Regions from separate parts of the Mus musculus genome. Here regions 2, 3, 4, 5 and 6 are each linked to region 1. Evidence: chromatin contacts called from public HiChIP or PLAC-seq and promoter capture Hi-C data. All regions are on one chromosome and are shown on one strand. Each heading gives the region's core, a stretch centred on a gene start, on an enhancer-like site or on the middle of the called end of the contact. The rest is flanking DNA. Distances are from core to core; before and after follow the strand shown.

What was found. Promoter capture Hi-C pulls out the DNA fragments that hold promoters and counts their contacts. HiChIP or PLAC-seq counts read pairs in DNA pulled down with a chosen protein or histone mark. Capture Hi-C pulls out chosen DNA fragments and counts their contacts.
Region 2: a contact with region 1 is called in a promoter capture Hi-C map of pre-B cells, with 4 times the contacts expected there. The contact joins the promoter of Utf1 here to the promoter of Glrx3 in region 1.
Region 3: a promoter capture Hi-C map of adipose tissue shows a contact between it and region 1, with 3 times the contacts expected there. The contact joins the promoter of Tubgcp2 here to the promoter of Glrx3 in region 1. A contact is called at or near these places in 2 of 9 other capture datasets (adipose tissue and liver).
Region 4: a promoter capture Hi-C map of pre-B cells shows a contact between it and region 1, with 5 times the contacts expected there. The contact joins the promoter of Echs1 here to the promoter of Glrx3 in region 1. A contact is called at or near these places in 1 of 39 promoter capture datasets (pre-B cells) and 1 of 9 other capture datasets (liver).
Region 5: a contact with region 1 is called in an H3K4me3 HiChIP or PLAC-seq map of embryonic stem cells, with 5 read pairs. The contact joins the promoter of Nkx6-2 here to the promoter of Glrx3 in region 1. A contact is called at or near these places in 1 of 39 promoter capture datasets (pre-B cells) and 1 of 115 datasets of contacts at active chromatin or transcription factors (embryonic stem cells).
Region 6: a promoter capture Hi-C map of liver shows a contact between it and region 1, with 2.4 times the contacts expected there. The contact joins the promoter of Mtg1 here to the promoter of Glrx3 in region 1. A contact is called at or near these places in 1 of 39 promoter capture datasets (pre-B cells) and 1 of 9 other capture datasets (liver).

Annotation. Positions count from the first base shown.
Region 1 is chr7:137,435,649-137,438,978 of GRCm38.p6, forward strand. It overlaps Glrx3 (glutaredoxin 3), which reads left to right and starts at 1,925. Exons shown (of 11, transcript NM_023140.5): 1 at 1,925-2,123. The coding sequence starts at 2,026.
Region 2 is chr7:139,942,505-139,945,480 of GRCm38.p6, forward strand. It overlaps Utf1 (undifferentiated embryonic cell transcription factor 1), which reads left to right and starts at 1,352. Exons shown (of 2, transcript NM_009482.2): 1 at 1,352-1,925; 2 at 2,023-2,608. The coding sequence starts at 1,370. The coding sequence ends at 2,486.
Region 3 is chr7:140,035,286-140,038,162 of GRCm38.p6, forward strand. It overlaps Tubgcp2 (tubulin, gamma complex associated protein 2), which reads right to left and starts at 1,389. Exons shown (of 18, transcript NM_001286007.1): 1 at 1,062-1,389. Zfp511 (zinc finger protein 511) reads left to right here and starts at 1,106. Exons shown (of 6, transcript NM_027201.1): 1 at 1,106-1,321; 2 at 1,535-1,608; 3 at 1,935-2,136; 4 at 2,231-2,355. The coding sequence starts at 1,169.
Region 4 is chr7:140,114,910-140,118,013 of GRCm38.p6, forward strand. Echs1 (enoyl Coenzyme A hydratase, short chain, 1, mitochondrial) reads right to left here and starts at 1,512. Exons shown (of 8, transcript NM_053119.3): 1 at 1,398-1,512. The coding sequence starts at 1,485. It also overlaps a transcript of Paox not described here.
Region 5 is chr7:139,581,155-139,584,288 of GRCm38.p6, forward strand. Nkx6-2 (NK6 homeobox 2) reads right to left here and starts at 1,643. Exons shown (of 3, transcript NM_183248.3): 1 at 980-1,643; 2 at 727-899; 3 at 66-534. The coding sequence starts at 1,385. The coding sequence ends at 280. Gm33031 (a long non-coding RNA gene) reads left to right here and starts at 1,642. Exons shown (of 7, transcript XR_003946896.1): 1 at 1,642-3,134.
Region 6 is chr7:140,135,983-140,138,936 of GRCm38.p6, forward strand. It overlaps Mtg1 (mitochondrial ribosome-associated GTPase 1), which reads left to right and starts at 1,582. Exons shown (of 11, transcript NM_199301.2): 1 at 1,582-1,791; 2 at 2,337-2,401. The coding sequence starts at 1,683.

The DNA of each region.
Region 1 (3,330 bases), core at 675-3,174:
ACACAGCAAATTGGAGGTCAGCTTGTGCCACTTAAGAATGTATTTCAATAAAAACAATAATACATTTATTACCAACTAGGTACACATAGTAGGTAAGTTTATTATCAACTAGGTGGTACATACATATAAGTCCAACATTTTGGAGGTAGAAGCAAGCAGGTCGTGAGTTCAAGGCCAGTCTTGGCTTCATAATCAACTCTAGGCCGTCACGGCCTACATGAAAACTTGTTTCAAAATATAAAGGATGTGTGTGTCGAGACAGAGATAATGTGTGTACTGTCTCCCAATGATAAAACCTTGTGTCTTAGTTAGGGTTTTACTGCTGTGAACAGACACCATGACCAAGTCAATTCTTTTTTTTTTTAAAGATTTATTTATTTATTTATTATATGTAAGTACACTGTAGCTGTCTTCAGACACACCAGAAGAGGGCATCAGATCTCATTAAGGATGGTTGTGAGCCACCATGTGGTTGCTAGGATTTGAACTCAGGACCTTTGGAAGAGCGGTCAGTGCTCTTAACCGCCGAGCCATCTCTCCAGCCCCGACCAAGTCAATTCTTATAAAGGACAACATTTAATTGGGGCTGGCTTACAGGTTCAGAGGTTCAGTCCATTATCACCAAGGTGGGAGCATAGCAGCATCCAGGCAGATGTGGGGCTGGAGGAGCTGAGAGTTCCACCACTTGTTCCAAAGGCAGCCAGGAGGAGACTGGCTTCCAGGGAGCTAGGATGAGGGCCTTAAAGCACACACCCACAGTGACACACCTACTCCAATAGGGCCACACCTTCTAATAGTGCCACTCCCTGGGCTGAGCATATACAACCCATCGCACCTTGCAAACCTGTAATACAATACTATAATCAGGATGTTAATGTCCGCGTGTGACCCTGATGTCTTTCTGAGGTTTCTATGGCTTTATTGGTATTGGCGTATGTTTATTTTCTTACAGTCCTAAGTTTGGGGTTCTGCCCCCCCCCCCCCCAGCCAAGAAGCAGAACAATTTGTCCTGTTGCATTTGGAGCACTGTGATCCACATTTTTAGTAGGGGTGTTTCTCAAGATGTGTGTGACACAGCTTCCAGGGCTTTTGTAATCATAGGAGCAGGGCTGCCAATAGGATACAGGAGTGGCCACCGCAAGCAACTCTCCTGTGTTCTTTAAAATGGCTCAGTGAGCAGAGGTAAAAGGACATATTTAATTCCCAATCGATCGAAAATATTTCAATCTGTAATCTGTTACTGTTACTCAGGCTGGCCTGGAACTCACTGTAGAGCCCAGGCTGGACTCAAACTTAAGGAACTTCCTGCCTTAGCATGGGAAAGAGTGTGGAGAAGATACCACTGGCGAGTCACTGCCCGTACAGGGAAGCTTCTAGTAAGAGGGTCATGGAGGCTGGGCCTGGGTGGGAAGGTGCAGGAACTCTAAAAAGGAGCCTAACGGTTCTTAGAGGCAATGGGGCGAGCCATTTAGGTCTTGTGTCAAGGCTGCAACGGCTAACAGGTGTCACAGAGTTGTACTGAAGGTTGATTATGGGGTTCTGAGGGCACCTCTAGAAGAGTTCGAGTTTCCTCCAGGACTGAGGTACAAGGACTATCAGGGTTGTGCTCAGACACTATTGTTTTTTTAGTCTTAAGACTTCCTAGTTCATCTTTATGCAGCTTCATGTGAGATTTCAGCTTGCCAATGTTCTATTCTGACTTCACTCTAATTTACAATACACACATACTTACATCCCTTCCTATTACAGGTTTCTGAGCTCCAGAGCTACAACAGCCAGGGGCCAAGGCATCTAGCTAGTTAGCACACCAATACAAAGCAAGGAGGCTCCGCTAGCCCAACCCAGAGCCTCCCAGTTCTCCCAGTCCGAGGGCGTGACCTTCAGTGCCGGAGGGCGTGGCATAGTGTGTCAGGGGTGGGCCCCCGATCTCAGCGGGCGTGGCTTCCCCGTGCGCAGCCTCCTCGCGTGTCCGTCCGGCCCTATCGAGCCTCCGGCGCTCGACTGCTGGTGTCTGGCGGAGACAGCATGGCGGCGGGGGCGGCCGAGGCAGGCGAGGCAGCCGTGGCAGTGGTGGAAGTCGGCTCTGCCCAGCAGTTTGAAGAGCTACTGCGCCTCAAAACCAAGTACGCGGGGGCGGCGAGAGGGCCCGGGGACCAGAGGGCGGCGGGCCGGGGGGTCACGGGACTTGGGGGCGGCTTCCCAACGCGGCACGTCCGGAGCTGAGCTCGTGGTCCAACGGCGGCCCTACTTGGGCCGCGGCGGTAGCCCCTCCTAGGGAAGCGGCCCGCGGCGGCCCGCGTGCACAATGGACCTGCCCTCCGGAGACCCGCATGTGGCGCCTCCTGAAGGAAGCCTTGGCTGGCGACCAGCCTGCAGGCCCAGCTAGGGTCCCGGGCTTTCCTGAACCACCAGCCGGCTAAGGGAGGGTCTGCGGCGGCCGGGTGCGCGCGCCTCGCCTTTGGCCAAGCCTTCCTGAGGCCAGCCCTGGGGATGCGTGGGAAACCAGGACCTCGGCGCTCTAGGATGCTGCCCTGCCTTGATCTGCATGCAGAGTGGTGAGGGAGGGGTTTCAGGGCCCACTGCCGGGGATCCCCAACCTCTCCTTAGCCCCTTATGTGCTTGTAATCCTGGGGCAAGTTTCCTAACCTCCCCTTCGGCTTCCTCCCGGGTGAATGGACCGGTTCTGTTAAAGCTCTGTTTTGTGGTTGGCGTACCGGAAGCTCTCTCCACTAATGTGGGGGCCTTGGTATCCTCACTGAGCAGAGTGGGCAGGTGGCAGATTGACTGGCTGACATCTGCTACTCCATACAGTATGGAGGAGAATTACAATAGCTCATTCAGAGGCTGGCAGTGTAGCTAGTGCTTAATACACAAGAAACCCTGAGTTCAACTTCTAGCACCGAAAACAACAACTCATCTTCATCAACAACAAAACCAGTCCTTTCCAACCCTTTCGCATTTCAGGTTTACTTGATTTTAAATTTTTTTCCCCCCAAAGAAAAGAAAAAGGGAGAATGAGAGTAACATTAAGTAGAAGCTGACTTCTGATGGATCCAGCCAGGTCGTTTACCAGGCGTTTCGGAGGACGTCAGAGATGGCCTCCTGAAGTGATGAGGGCTTGTGTGGACATGTCCTGAAAAGCTTGAACTTAAATCGTCTGAGAAGATTCTTTTATGTGTGTGTGTTTCACATGCTTAGTTTGTCTTTATGTTTCATGTGTTAAACAGGCCTTAGTGGGTAAAAGTTAGCATGCCATTTATTCTGCAAGTTCAAGGTCAGTTTGATCTTCATAGTGAGTTTCAGGCTAGCCAGAGGTATATAAGGAGACCC
Region 2 (2,976 bases), core at 102-2,601, 2.5 Mb after region 1:
CAGCCGCTAATCTTTGCGCTACATTGTTGTCTTCGGTCCCACAGCAGGAGACCACCACAGTCCCAGAAGCAAGATGGCAGACTGGTACTCCTTTTGACTTCACTGATCTCTGTAAAACTAGGGCTACTAGGGACTTACTTGCCATCTTTTTAGGATGTTCCTTTTTCTTGTCTTGACTACATTGGCCAAGAATTCTACACTCAGACGAACTTTGAATATCGTTTTCTTAGTCTTAATCTTGAGGGGAAGAGTTGATACTTTGTCACCCTTTGTTAATAGATAGAAAGATTCCTTTTTGTAGTGTGTGTGAACTAAGATTCCAATTTAGCAGCCGCTGATCGCTATCAAATCTAGCACCCAAATGGCCTCCCTAGCTAGATGAGTCAACTAGATACAACATGTATCCATCCATCTTCCAAAGCCCCCAGCCAGAGCAGAATGGAGAGGATGGGTCTACAATTTGCATAGATAAACAACACATTCTGGTGCACTAGCCATACAAGGTGCCAGAGTTTTGTGTTTCTGGAGCTTTTCACAGGCTGTTTATGAGTAGTAACTAATGGGCGAAGCACAAATATAAAAACAAAAACAAACGAGCTGACTCCTCCCATCTGCCCTCTTCACTCGATCTTATTACATTGTACCTTGATTAAATGCTTTTTAAAAATGATTTATTTGGGCCTGGAAAGATGGCTCAGCAGGTAAGAGAGTGCTCTCACCGAAGGTCCTGAGTTCAAATCCCAGCAACCACATGGTGGCTCACAACCACCCGTAATGAGATTTGACGCCCTCTTCTGGTGTGTTTGAAGTCAGCTACAGTGTACTTAGGTATAATAACAAATAAGCCTTATTTTAAAAAGATGTATGTATGTATGTATGTATGTACTTAATATGAGTACATCGCTGTCTTTTGACACACCAGAAGAGGGCATCAGATCCTATTACAGATGGTTGTGAAACACCAGGTGGTTGCTGGGAATTGAACTTAGGACCTCTGGAAGAGCAGTCAGTGCTCTTAACCACTGAGCCATCTCTCTAGCCCTAAATGGTTTTTTGGGTTTTTTTTTTTAGTAAAAAAATTTTTACACGTTCTGTTTTGTGTAGCAGGGCAAAAAAACTCCGTTCTCAGGTCCTGGGTCCCTAAGGAAAGGACTAGAAAGGGGATGGGCTAGAATAAGCAAGGCACAGGCCAAGAGGAACTAGGTAGGCGAGGGGGCGGGGCGGCTAGACGATGGGAGGGTCGCAACGACCAGGTTCAGACGCAGAGGGCGGTGCGGGGTCCTTAGAGCGTGTGTGGGCGGCTCTGGAGGAGCCCTCCTCTCTGGTGAGGCCACGCCTTGGAGTGCACGCACCTCTACCTGGCTCAGGGATGCTGCTTCGTCCCCGGAGGTTGCCCGCTTTTTCTCCGCCGTCGCCAGCTAGCCCCGACGCTGAGCTGCGGTCGGCCGGGGATGTCCCGGTGACTACGTCTGATGCCTTCGCTACTTCGGGCGGGATGGCTGAACCCGGCTCGCCCAAGGCTCCCGTGTCCCCGGACTCGGCGCAGCGCACGCCCTGGAGTGCCCGAGAGACGGAGCTACTTCTGGGCACGCTGCTGCAGCCGGCCATGTGGCGCTCACTACTGCTGGACCGCAGGCAGACTCTGCCTACTTACCGCCGCGTGTCCGCCGCACTGGCCCGTCAGCAAGTTCGGCGCACGCCCGCTCAGTGCCGCCGTCGCTACAAGTTCCTCAAGGACAAACTCCGAGACTCCCAGGGCCAGCCGTCCGGACCCTTCGATAACCAGATCCGCCAACTCATGGGGCTATTGGGGGACGATGGGCCGCCGAGGGTTCGCCGCCGCTCTACTGGCCCTGGACGTCCCCAGCGCCGCGGCCGCTCGTCCCTCTCCGCGTTAGCACCCGCACCTGCACCGGTGGAGCAAGGTAGGAGCAGCCATGTGGGCAAGAAGGGTCTGGGTCTCCTGGGGAGGGGCGGAGCCCTGAGTTGGGATTCCGTACGTTCCGCGCGTTTCTCTCGTAGAGGCCGAGCTGCCGCTGGCTGCGGAAAATGACGAACCTGCCCCTGCGCTCAGATTCAGTTCTTCCACGACGAAGTCTGCAGGTGCCCACCGCATTACCAGCTCTCCTCCTCTTACGAGCACCGACACTCTGCCTCCTGAGCCGGGCCATACCTTCGAATCCTCCCCGACGCCAACCCCCGACCACGACGTGGAGACCCCGAATGAGCCTCCTGGCCTTTCCCAGGGCCGTGCTTCTTCCCCGCAGGTTGCTCCCCAGTCGTTGAATACCGCGTTGCTGCAGACCTTGACGCACTTGGGCGACATCTCAACAGTTCTGGGCCCTCTGCGCGACCAGCTGTCGACCCTGAACCAGCACGTGGAGCATCTACGAGGTTCCTTCGACCAAACCGTTTCTCTGGCGGTGGGGTTCATTCTGGGCAGTGCAGCCTCCGAGCGGGGCATCCTTGGGGACTTGCGCCAATAAAGCTTTGTTATCAGTCCTCTTCTCCAGAAACGACTCCCAGTCTACCCCGACCCCTGTTACTGTCCCCATCCCCATCTCAAACCTAGGTTCTTACCAAAATAAAGATTGTGTTTTCTACTTAATCCTGTGAATGAATTCGGACTCCAGGTCGCGGTAAGAATGGAACCCTAAGGGTAGAGGCTAAAAGACACAGCCCCTCGCCCCACAGTTGTGCATCTTTTCGGTGAAGATTTGGCGGAGTGGTACACAGTTGTTACCTGATGTTTGGGGCACCTGATGTGCGGAACCCCTCCACTGGTCAGCAGTGATTGAAACCCAGGGGCTGGCTGGATAAGGTACGTGGATGGCGGGTAGGCTAAGAAGTAGAAGGGCCTCTCTCAAGGCATTATGCTATTGAGTAAAGTAAAACATCCCTAAAGTTCTCGCCTATCCTGAGTAAAACTCAGTTTGAATACTCTGGGCCGTGTGAACCGGAATAGTCGGGGAGAAC
Region 3 (2,877 bases), core at 139-2,638, 2.6 Mb after region 1:
TAATCCCAGCACTTGGGAGGCAGAGGCAGGTGGATTTCTGAGTTTGAGGTCAGCCTGGTCTAACAAAGTGAGTTGTCCAGGACAGCCAGGATACACAAAGAAACCCTGTCTCGAAAACAAAAAACAAAAAACAAAACAAAACACCTAACCAAGACATGGCCTGTCAAAAACATTTTATCATTTGCAAAATGTCAAGAATCCAAATACTTTTACAGAGACAAAAGTGAGAGAGATGATATCACGCCTGGTCATAAGCAGCTGTCTAAAGACATAGAAACGCTCATTTCCAGGGCTTAATTACAGAAAGGCTTTCCTTCCTTCATCCCTCCCTCCTTCTCTTCTTCGCCCCCCCGCCCGTGCCTCTCCCTGCTCCCCAGGTCCCTCTCCTTAGGGGGAAGGTTTTACTATAAATAAGAGAGAAAACATCCAGAGACATTTGGAAGAATCCAGAACAGAGAGAAAGAGAAACAGACCGAGCAAGGCCTGGGCTGAGAGAGAGGGAGAATAATCCCAAAAGGCTTTCATTTGTATCTATTAAACAGTAGCGTCCCTTCTTTCTTGACACTTATATTCATACTGGGGGAGGGTGACCTACTTTGGTAGAGGAGCAAAGTTAAAGCCCCTCAAAGTGTCAGCCGCACGTTTCGATCGTCTTTTTGTTTAGGTTAGGGTTTCTTTCCACACCTGTCTCTACTGCAGCAGGCCCTGATCCCTTCACCCCTGAACCCCGAGCACCAGCAGCAGATGCAGAAAACCCGCAGGCCAGCACCGCAGTCACCGCGGGGCTGTCAAGAGAGGAGTCACACTAACCACGAACTTCCCAAGGCCACTGCCTCCAATTGGACTCCTGGAGAGGACTGAAAGAGCCAGAGAGGCAGTCGCACCGTGGAGCGAGACAAGCCCGGGCTGGCGGACGGAACCGCCGGCGGCAGAGGCCCAAGAGAATCAGGCTCTTCCCCGCTGCAGGCCAGCCTGGCTCCGGTACCCGATCCCGCGCCCGGCTCCAGCCCCGCCCTTCTCCGACCAGTTCCCGCCACAACACAGACCCAGCCCTGACTCACCTCCGCGCGTCGCGTCCCGCCCCGCAGGGTCGCCACAGGAAGTTAGTAGACGTCACGTCCGTCACCACCCCTCCGACGGTGGCCGAAGGGCCGCGGCGGCCGTGGTGATGTTGCTTCCCCCTGCACTATATTCCCGCCTGGCCGGGGAGCCGGGGGCAGCCGAACCGCTGCCCGTGGAGAGGAACCCTGCGGCTGGGGAGGCACCCTTCCGATTCGCGCCGCGTGCCGTGCGCTTCCCGCGGGATCACGAATTCTTCGAGGTGCGTGACAACCCGGGCGGAAGATGTCCTGAGCCCCACAGGGAGGGGCCTAGAAGCAAGACTGTCGCTGTGGGCGGGGCTTGTGGGGACCGGACCTGTGGACCGGATCAAGGGGCTGGACACAGCTCTATGGGTTGGGGCGTGGCTCCGAGCTGTAGGGCGTGGCTTCGATGCCGGAGTCCACCCACAGCTCTTGACGCGTGTCTTCTGTAGGATGGGGATGTGCAGCGGCACCTGTACTTGCAGGACATGCTCACGCAAGTGTCCGAGACGCCGGAAAAATCCATGTGAGCACCTTGGCTTCGAGGCCTTACTCGGCTTGCTAGCGCTATCCTGATTCCTCCTCTCTCGTCCGCTTACACCCTGGGACTCCGACCCCTCCCAGTTGACACCCGAGTAGCATCCACTTAGCACCACCCTGCCCTAACAGGAGCATGGCTTGGCTGGACTTCCCTCCCCTAGTCTGTTAGTAAGGTTTGGGGTGGCACAAGAAGCGCTCTTCTTGTTTCAGGCTCAGCTGGAATATGGGTAAGAAGTTCCGCCGGAATTCCTGCCTTGGGATAGTTGGGGGAAGGGGGAAACATTCTTCCAAGAGACACACCTCCTTTCCCAGGGTGCCTGAGTTCACCTGTCAGGTGGCTGGCTGTTGCCAAGTGTTTGCCGCCATAGAAGACTACCAGCACCACTACCACATGATGCATGGAAACACCTGCTCCTTCTGCAACCGTGCCTTCCCCTCTGGGCATTTGCTGGATGTCCACATCCTGGAATGGCACGACTCTCTGTTTCAGATCCTGGCCCAGAGGCAAGACATGGTGGGTGCTGACTGCACTGGGTGCATCTGCAGTGGTGACTGGGATTAGGGCTTAGGGCAGGGTGAGAGTAGAGGTGACACTTTATTCTTTGTAGTACCAGTGCTTGGTTGAAAGCTGCCCAGAGAAGTTCAAGACCAGCCAAGACCGGAAGGATCACATGGTGAGGCTACACCTGTACCCTGCGGATTTCCGATTTGATAAGCCCAAGACGAACAGAGGGTACGTGAGGGACCCAGTTGTGACTGTCCCCAGTCTTAAGCCTGGGAACAGACACTGTAATCAAATCTTAGTGAGGACACTAACAGAGCAGAGGGTGAGGTGCTAGCAAGTGCTTGTGCTGGTGTGGTGTCTTCCATGGCCCTCTGATGCTACCAGCAGGGCACTGGGGACTGTCCCAAGTGTGTGTGCTTTTCCCATGGAATCCCCTGTGTGCTCTTCACACTTCTCCCATGGAACCCCCTAGGGTTTCTCTCTCTCTCTCTCTCTCTCTCTCTCTCTCTCTCTGCTTACTTTTATAAACTTGCCAACAAAGCTGTCTGTTAGCATGACTGTTTAGACTGCCCTAAGGAGAATAATTCCTGGAATAACTTTTAGAATAATGCTTCTTTGCTTCCTTTAAAAAGTGACTCCTTTCCATGAACTCCCATGATCCTTTGGTAGTGCATTGATGAGGTGACAGCTCATTCTGTGAAGTGCATAAGTTTGCGGTTCAATCCCTAGCACCTACCTTAAAAATCCAAG
Region 4 (3,104 bases), core at 262-2,761, 2.7 Mb after region 1:
ATAAGATACAATTTGCTAAACGCATGAAACTCAAGAAGAACGAAGACCAAAGTGTGGACACTTTGCCCCTTCTTAGAATTGGGAACAAAACACCCATGGAAGGAGTTACAGAGACAAAGTTTGGAGCTGAGACAAAAGGATGGACCATCTAGAGACTGCTATATCCGGGGATCCATCCCATAATCAGCTTCCAAACGCTGACCCCATTGCATACACTAGCATGATTTTGCTGAAAGGACCCAGATATGGCTGTCTCTTGTGAGACTATGCCGGGGCCTAGCGAACACAGAAGTGGATGCTCACAGTCAGCTATTGGATGGATCACAGGGCCCCCAATGGAGGAGCTAGAGAAAATACCCAAGGAGCTAAAGGTGCAACCCTATAGGTAGAACAACATTATGAGCTAACCAGTACCCCGGAGCTCTTGACTCTAGCCGCATATGTATCAAAAGATGGCCTAGTCGGCCATCAACAGAAAGAGGCCCATTGGACTTGCAAACTTTATATGCCCCAGTACAGGGGAACGCCAGGGCCAAAAAGTGGGAGTGGGTGGGTAGGGGAGTGGTGGGGAGGGTATGGGGAACTTTTGGGATAGCATTGGAAATGTAAATGAGGAAAATACTAAATAAAAAATATTAAAAAAAAATTCACAGTGGAGTACTAGAAGTCTGTAGAGGAGTTGAGCCAAGGAGTGGGAAGGGAGGAACTATTCAGCTGGCTAGGAAGGAAAGTGGGTGTGTCGGTATGGGCTACGCTGATTGGGTGGCTTGAAGGACACGATCAGGAGAGACTGTGGAAACAGCAGAGACTAGACAGGAGGCACTATGGACAAACCTTTCCCAATACCCAGGCTGTCTTACTTAACCTACTTTCACATTCTCTTAAAGCTACCTAAACACATGGGATTTCACAACCAACATGCATGTTCCCAGCTGACACTCATAAAAGTTCGAGCGTTGAGAAGCTATTACACCCAGAGCCCTCCCACTAGACATGGCTTCGAGGTGCTAGGATCTGGCTGGGCTTGTAAGGTGAGACTAAGGTCAGACTGAGGAGCGGGGAACGGGGTAAGGAATTGGGAAGGGGTCAGTCGAGCGCTGGAGTTGGAGGCTCAGAAGGAAGATCACCAAGCTAGAGTCAGTGGTCACTTGCAGGAAATCTGGGTTTAGTGTGGGGATGCGTACTCGAATCCAGGGTCCAGGTACTTCAGAGTCAAGTGTTGGGAGTGCATGCTTGTGGAAGTAGGGGGTCAGACAAAAGATCTAGAGTTAGGAGAGAAGGGCCAGGATCAAGTGAGGATGCGTGCAGGCCGGGGTTTAGGGACCACCCAGAGGTTATGGGTGGAGAAACCACCCAACGTGGGTGGGGTGACGCACCCCGCCGGTGTCCGCACTCACCCGAGGCGAAGCGCCGTAGTTCTGGGCAGCGGACTGAGGACAACAGTGAGCTACAGGCTCTGGGCAGCAGAGCACGCAGGGCCGCCATGGCGGAGAGACGATGTGTTCCGCCCACAGAATCGCCCCGCCTGCAGAATCGCTCCGCCCCAGATCCCAGGCGGGATGAAGACGGAAGCTTAAGGGGTGGACCCGTGACCTGAGCGGGCTGGTACAGAGGGCGGGGTGGGGCAGCGTGGGGTGCTGGGCTGCGGTTCTTGGAGTAGTCTGTTAATTGCATCACTTTGGTGGTGTGCCCTTGGCGGGTGCCCGGTTTACGAAGCCAGACTGGGAGACATGGCTGTGCCCTTTCCCCTGTGATGGCCGTATGCTTTCGTTCTTGACCAGGGGAAAAACTACGGGAAGACGCGATCACAGATACAGTAATAAAGCATAAAGCGGTAAAGTGCAAGACGGTTTTGTTTAGCTTTGTGTGAGGGTCTTACTTCATAGCCCTGGTTGGCTGGAACCCTCCTTATGGGCCAGGCTGTTTCTCAATCTCACAGAGATCCATTTGCCTCTGCCTTCCAAATGCTTGGATTAAAGGCATGAGCCATTATACCCTGCTCCAGAGGTATTCTTTACATGACAACTGACTAGCTTCATAACACCAGGTTAGAAATAGCTGTGATTTTACAAGATGAGAAGATTTCACATAAATTTAAAAGAAAGCCAATGTTTTGTTCACGTAAATTATCTTGAATTATAACTTAAAAATATTTAGCAAGTATTATCAGGCCTTCATTTGTATTCTTGCCCTGGTCCTGCAAACCCTAGGATAGAGATAAAGGACAGAATCTCCAGACAAAAGCAAGCTTGATACTGTTATGCCGGGAAGTTTGTGAACCCCAAAAGTCCACCAAGGAGCCTTTTCGATGTAATAGTATTAGGGTCTCTATTACAGGCTCAGGCTTGGGCCCTCTCCTCCAACTCAACCCTGACACAGCAGGACAGGAAGGGAAGGCAGAGAAGCCTTGAACTCTCATCTGGACAGGGCTTTACAAGAAATGGAAGGTAAGAGAGGGGGTGTCCATCTTGGAAAGTATCTAACTGAAGGTCTATTGTAAGCCGACTGTATTCAGTCACAAAGGGTCTGAAAGTGCATCTGAAACAATCAGGCTAGTCTTTGTTTTACTGTTGTTAGGAAGTAGCTACAGAGTAACGCTGGCCAAGGACAAGCCATGGGGTCTTTCCTGGTACGTGGGTACAACCTGGGTTCTTCTGTAGGTCAAGTTCTCAGGCTTTTTTTTTTTTTTTCTTTTAGATAGAGGCTGGTCCCAAGATGGAGTAGGTTTGGATTCTCAATACTTTAAAGAAAACAATCCAAACCAGAATAGAACAGTCAGCAAACTTTATTTCAAGACTAAGATAGAATATAAACAGAAACAGACCACCACCAAACCTTTGCTCCAGGTCTCTGTGTTAGCATAGGCTAAGCAACCATGACAGTAGTTCCAAAATGAAATGTCTCAAACACAATTTATTTAACAACCCAGGACTGGTGTTGAGGTTAGGTGCCTAATATTCTCTTGAGTTTAGGGACAAAGGAATAAACACCTAAAGAGTGAGAATATTGTATTTGTCAGGGTTCTCTAAAGGAATAGAACTGATATAATTCTCTCTCTCTCTCTCTCTCTCTCACACACACACACACACACACACACACACACA
Region 5 (3,134 bases), core at 393-2,892, 2.1 Mb after region 1:
GTCTGCAGGGTCCTGCCCGCCCGCTGGTGCCAGCTCCGTATGGAAGAAACACGATGTGCAGCCTTGGGAGCCACGGCTCCGACGAGGACGTGTTAAATAATTTATTGATTATACAAAGTGATCGGCCCAAACCCCGTACTCCGCCATCACGCCAAGGCCGCGCCAACGTCCGCTTTATAACTTATTCTGTAAAAATATATATACACACTGCGGCTGGGCGGCTGGCGTCGGGGCATGCCGCGAGTCCCGGTTCTCGGGTTCTCCGGCCTGGCCGCGTCCTCACAAGGCGTCCCCCGCGCTGCCACCACACGGGCTAACGAGCGCCAAGTTCGAGGGTTTGTGCTTTTTGAGAAGCCGCGTGATCTTCTCGTCATCGGAGTTGGGGTCCAGGGGCCGGTTGTATTCGTCATCGTCCTCCGCGTCTGAGCCACCCACCTTCAGCTTCTCGGCATCCGAGTCTTGCTTCTTTTTAGCCGACGCCATCTCTGCCGCGTGCCGCTTGCGCCACTTGGTCCGCCGATTCTGGAACCACACCTGGGGGTTTGGGGGAGGGATCATCAGACGGGCACCGAGGCTCGCCTCACCCGACCAGCACTCCGGACCCGCCTGGCGCCAGCGCTTTCCGCGGTCCGGCCGCAGCCGAACCGCCGCTCGCCGGCCGTTCGCAGGACGCGGACTCCGGGCCCCGCCTCAATACTGCTGGACCCCGGCCCATTTCGAGCTCACCTTCACTTGGCTCTCGGTCATGCCCAGAGAGTAGGCAAGCCGCGCGCGCTCTGGGCCTGCCAAATACTTGGTCTGCTCGAAAGTCTTCTCCAGCGCGAAGATCTGCTGGCCGGAGAAAGTCGGCCGCGAGTGTTTCTTCTTGCCATCCTTATCCAGGACCCCGCCGGCTTGGGCTGCGAAGAAGAGCCAGTGAGCGCAGTCCGAGGCCCGCGCCCAGCCCCTCTCCTTACCGAATCCCGCGCGGGCCACTTACCGGAGCCGGCCAGTCGCGGGTCCCTCCAGGGAGAGCCCTGCACCACCCCAGGCCAGAAGATGGGCGGGCGCCCAGGCAGTTCCGCCAGCGGCTTGGGGTAGCCCCGAGCCACGGCGGCTGCGGGCCCGAAGTAGACACCTGCAGACGAGGCGAGCCCGTTGAGACGGGGCAGACTTCCTAGGAGGCCGCCACCCGCTGCGCCCACCGGCCGTCCCAGGATGTCGCTGATGCCGTGCGGAGTGCCTAGAGGCAACTGCGCGCCAAGGCTGCCTAGGGCGGGTGTCTTGAAGCCCGCCGGGCCCTGCAGCGCGTAGGGGAACAGCGACGTCTTCATCTCAGCCATGTTGTGCAGCGCGGCTAAAGGCGCGCTGCTCAGCACAAACGCACCCGGGCGGTTAGCGTCCATGGGCGCCGCCGCCTCCGACCCGGGCGCCCATCCGGGCCCCGCTGCCACCGCCCGCACCCGCCGGCTCGGGAAGTTTGCGCGCGGCGCCGAAGAGCGCCGGCTACGCTGGGACGGGTGGACCGCGTTTCAAACGAACGCCGACGGCCCCTACGGGAAAGCGAGAGGACCGACGGCTGTTGCGCTGAATGGGCGGCGGTCAGAGAGAAGGCAGGGATACTAAGGGCGGCGGGAGCGGCAGTGGCGGCTCCGGGGCAGGTCGGAGCGGCGCCGCGCGGGATGGACGCACTGATAACCGCGGGGCCTGGGCGCGGCGCGCGCGCTGATTGGCTGAAGGCACTGGCGACCAGGCCATTGGCCAGCGTCCGGCCCGTCTGCGCGCGCCCCCGCCGGCCATGCACTCCATGAAGGGCCCATTAGCGAGGCAGGTGCCTCCGGGACTGTAAATTTGCCCCCTGATTTATCTCCCTAGAGATGAAATAAATCCCGTTGGATGGGAGTTTAGTTAGGCAAAGGTTTTAATGGGAAAATCAGGAAAAAATACGAGAACATATTTTATCGACCGAAAGAATGTAGATTTCAAGATCCACTCCGAAAGCTCAAGCTCAGTATGCTTAGTTCAGGGAAGAGCCTGGGACGGCTGGACGCCACAGGTCAGGGCACTCCATCTTGGATCAGGGCCCAAGCCCTGTACTGGGGTTCCTTCTCCTTCCCAGCTCGTGGTGGTGTGGGCTGTTGTGAACTTGTGGGTATAACTTTTCTGGGTGGATTTTGAACGAAAAAGGGTGGACTCTAGGGACCAGATAGATTTGGCTTCCTCAGATCTGCCAAACTCTGCCAACTGAACTCACTGACTTTAGATGGCTCCAGGCAACCGGTGACCTTACTACCACACACACACACACACACACAACCTATGCTGTCCTCCCGTTCTGAAATCCTTGAAGTTGGGTTGGGGTATCTGGGAGAGGCTAGGCCGTCCCCCTTGAACTTTTATGCTTATTAGGCACTCACCTAGGAGGTTACCCGTGTCCAGACTTTGAGGCCCAGGACCAGAATTCTCCTGCTTATTGCTTTCTGGCAAGCTGGACCTCGGGCCAGAATGCAGCGGTTTTGGAATTCAAGAACCAGGACGAAAGGATCACCTTACTCACTGACTTCGGCTGGGTATGCGTTTGCAGTCTAGCGGACAGAGCACTGGCTATAGACCCGGCCTGTAGAGCCCACTAGGCCTTAATTTCTTTTCTAGTACAGGGGCCTCTCACTCCATAAAATTGTTGGGCAGTTAACTGAAGTTGCAGCCACCTAGTGCGGCGGCGCACAGCAGGATCCGAGAAGGTAGCACGCTGGCGCTTATTTCTTTCCTCCTCTTGAGCAGTGCTTACTGTTAACCTCATAATACCTAGTACTGATTGTGATACAACCTGTGGAAATAGAATCTACTGTTTCCGGTCCTGGCGATTTAAGCAGAGGCCCTGTGCAGTTTGTTAATAACGACTTTCCCCTTTTGCCCTGGTCTCCAAGGTTTCTGTCTTACGGGCAAAAGTGATCCTAAAGGCTTCACGTAGGGGCCTAACGTCCACTGCTGCTGGTCCTCTTAGAAGTTCAGTTTCGTTTTTTAACAGTTAGTGTGGGGTCTTTACGCCACGCGTCTCCATCAGGTCAAGGCTTGGAAAGCCACTTTATGGCGGGAACTGGAAATAAGTGCTGTGGTCCCGCTGACTTCTGCAGGACCTGAAAGACCTTGCACGT
Region 6 (2,954 bases), core at 332-2,831, 2.7 Mb after region 1:
GCAACCATTATAACATTGAGTTACATGTCAACCCCTTTTATTTGAGATAGTGTCTCTCTTAGGGTAGTTTCTAATGCCTGGCTTCCCCTGGCCTCTATCATCCTTAGCTGGTATCACAGGCCTGTTCTACCAGGAGCAGCTGGATTTGCATTTAGTCTTACAACTATGAAGCCCACTTCACTCTCATTGTATTAATGGGAATGTAGTCGGTATTTATAACAGTTACATTAAAATGTCACACTTGAAAATGGAGGCATTACAGGTGTGTGTGTGTGTGTGTGTGTGTGTGTGTGTGTGTAACACTTGAAAGTTCTAAGGCAGGCCCGGGAACTGATAGGGGACAACTCAATTTCCTTACATTGATTTATATGAGTATACGAGGGAGAAAGACGACTTTTTTTAGACTGCCTCATGAAGCTCAGGCTGACCCTGAGTTCCTGACCCTCTTGCCTCAAATCTCTCATATGCTAGGATTACTGGTGTGTGCTGTCACACCTGCCTGAGTTTTGGTAGCGTAGGCTACAAAGTGAGATATTGTCTCAAAAGGAAGAAAAATGTGCCTAGATTTTAAGTTTAAATTTCTAGGCCAATTTCCCACCATGGAGAAGCCACATCTTCATTGCCAGCAGCCCAATTTCTTCTGGCTTCCCTATGAAACCCTAGAATCTTGGGCATGCTAGGCCAGGCCAGCTTGTTATCCTCCATGCTATATATCCTCAAACCTGAAAGATTTGGAATATAGTGAAAAATCTCCAGATTGGGACTGGAGAGATGGCTTGGAGGTTAAGAATGATTGCTGCTATTGCACAGGACTGAAGTTCAATTCTCAGCACCCAGTCAAACAACTCAAAAGCCCCTGTAATTCCAGGTCCAGAGGATCCACTGGCTTCTGGGCGTATCCGCTAACACATGGCATACACAGACACTTCAAATAAAAATATAAAGGGCCCCCAATGGAGGAGCTAGAGAAAGCACCCAAGGAACTAAAGGGAACTGCAACCCTATAGGTGGAACAACAATATGAACTAACTAGTACCCCGGAGCTCTTGTCTCTAGCTGCATATGTATCAAAAGATGGCCCAGTAGGCCATCACTGGAAAGAGAGGCCCATTAGACTTGCAAACTTTATATGCCCCAGTACAGGGGAACGCCAGGGCAAAAAAAGGGGAGTGGGAAGGTGGGTATGGGGAACTTTTGGGATAGCATTGGAAATGTAAATGAGGAAAATACCTATTAAAAATGAGAAAAAATATAAATAAATGAAATTGAGTCTTTTTGTTGTTGTTTTTCTCTGTCTTACCATGTAGCACTGGCTCTGGAATCCACCAGGCTGGTCTCAAGCACACTGAGAGCCACTTACTGGCCTCTGCCTCTGGTGCTGGGGATAAAAAGTGTGCGCAACCACAACATAAGAGCAAATATAATATTTTATATATATATATCGTCTTTCCAAAAGAAAAAAAAGGAGACTATCTTCAAATCCCTGAAAAGAACCTCACATAAGCTCAGGAATCCTGAGAATGGAGCACTACCGGGCCAACCCCGTGCCCCTGCTTATCCCAGAGTGCTCGAGTCAGGCGCATGCGCAGTCGCGCACGGAACCCAGGCGCGCCGGAACCCTGTGAGCAGATCCAGGCCCTGGCGGAGGCGGTCCGACTGCGAACTCTTCCGACACCAGTGACATGAGGCTGTGGCCGCAGGCATGGGGTGCCGTCCGGGGCGCTTGGCGCGAGTGCTTCCCTCTGCAAGGTCACGATGTAGCACGCTGGTTCCCCGGCCACATGGCCAAGGGTGAGGCCAGCATGGGCTGCAGGCGGCACGGGCGCCGGTCCTGGCGGTTCCTTGGTTCGCCTTCCTGGCATCGGGTTGGAGAGCTGTTTTGTGCTTGATACTTTTGAGACGCACTGAGTGGTCCCTTTAAGTCACATGCAAGCTGATGTCTGAGTTTATAGGTCACAACTTGGCCCCAGGCAGCTGTAGACGTAGTGCGGTCCTAGGCTGCTGTTTGCTGTGGTCTTGGCTGCCGCAGCCATGCGAGATTATAGTGTGTGGCAGAAAAGGCGCCGGGAGTGTGAGTGGACAGGTGGCAGTTGCGGTGCGGAGCCTCAGTGTTTCTGTGCAGTGAGGGTATTAAGTCCGCACAGTATCAGGAACTTCCTGATTAAGACCATCTTGTGTGAAATGTACCTTCCAGAACCATCGGGGCACCGTGGAACGTGGCTCAGAATGCTGCCTCCTTTAACCCTGTGTGCACTGATGGTTCTCAGATGTATTCCCCTAGGAGAACTTAAACTTGCCCCCTTTGGCTGTTTCCTTAGTGCCCCTCTATTTTCTAGGACTAAAGAAGATGCAGAGCAGTCTGAAGTCGGTGGATTGTGTTATCGAGGTTCATGACGCCAGGATATCCTTTTACGCTGTAGAGGGGAGCACCTCTGCTCGACTGTAAAGGCAGCAGCAGGATGCTTTCCTGGTTCCTCTCCATCTCCTTCAGACAGTTTAGTCTGCTCTGCCTCTGGTCCATCATTATGTCTACAGCTGCGACAGCTTCTTTTGTAATTACTGGGACATAAAGCAGTGTTTTCCAATTCTCATTACACATTAGAGTTCCCGGGAGGCTTTTACATCAATAGCTAGGGCCCTTTTAGATCAGAATCTCCCTCGTGGGGTCTAGGCTGGTGTTTTTATTTTTAGGCTCCCATCTGATATCTCTCCCCCCCCCCCCCCCCCAGACAGGGTTTCTCTTTATAGCCCTGGCTGTCCTGGAACTCACTCTGTAGACCAGGCTGACCTTGAACTCAGAAATCCGCCTGCCTCTGCCTCCCAAGTGCTGGGATTAAAGGCGTGTGCCACTACGCCCGGCCCATCTGATATCTTATTTGTCTCAGCCTCTTGTTTACTTTGATATTTTTAGGGGTAAATTATGAAACCGGAGATGAAATGATCCTACTAACCTG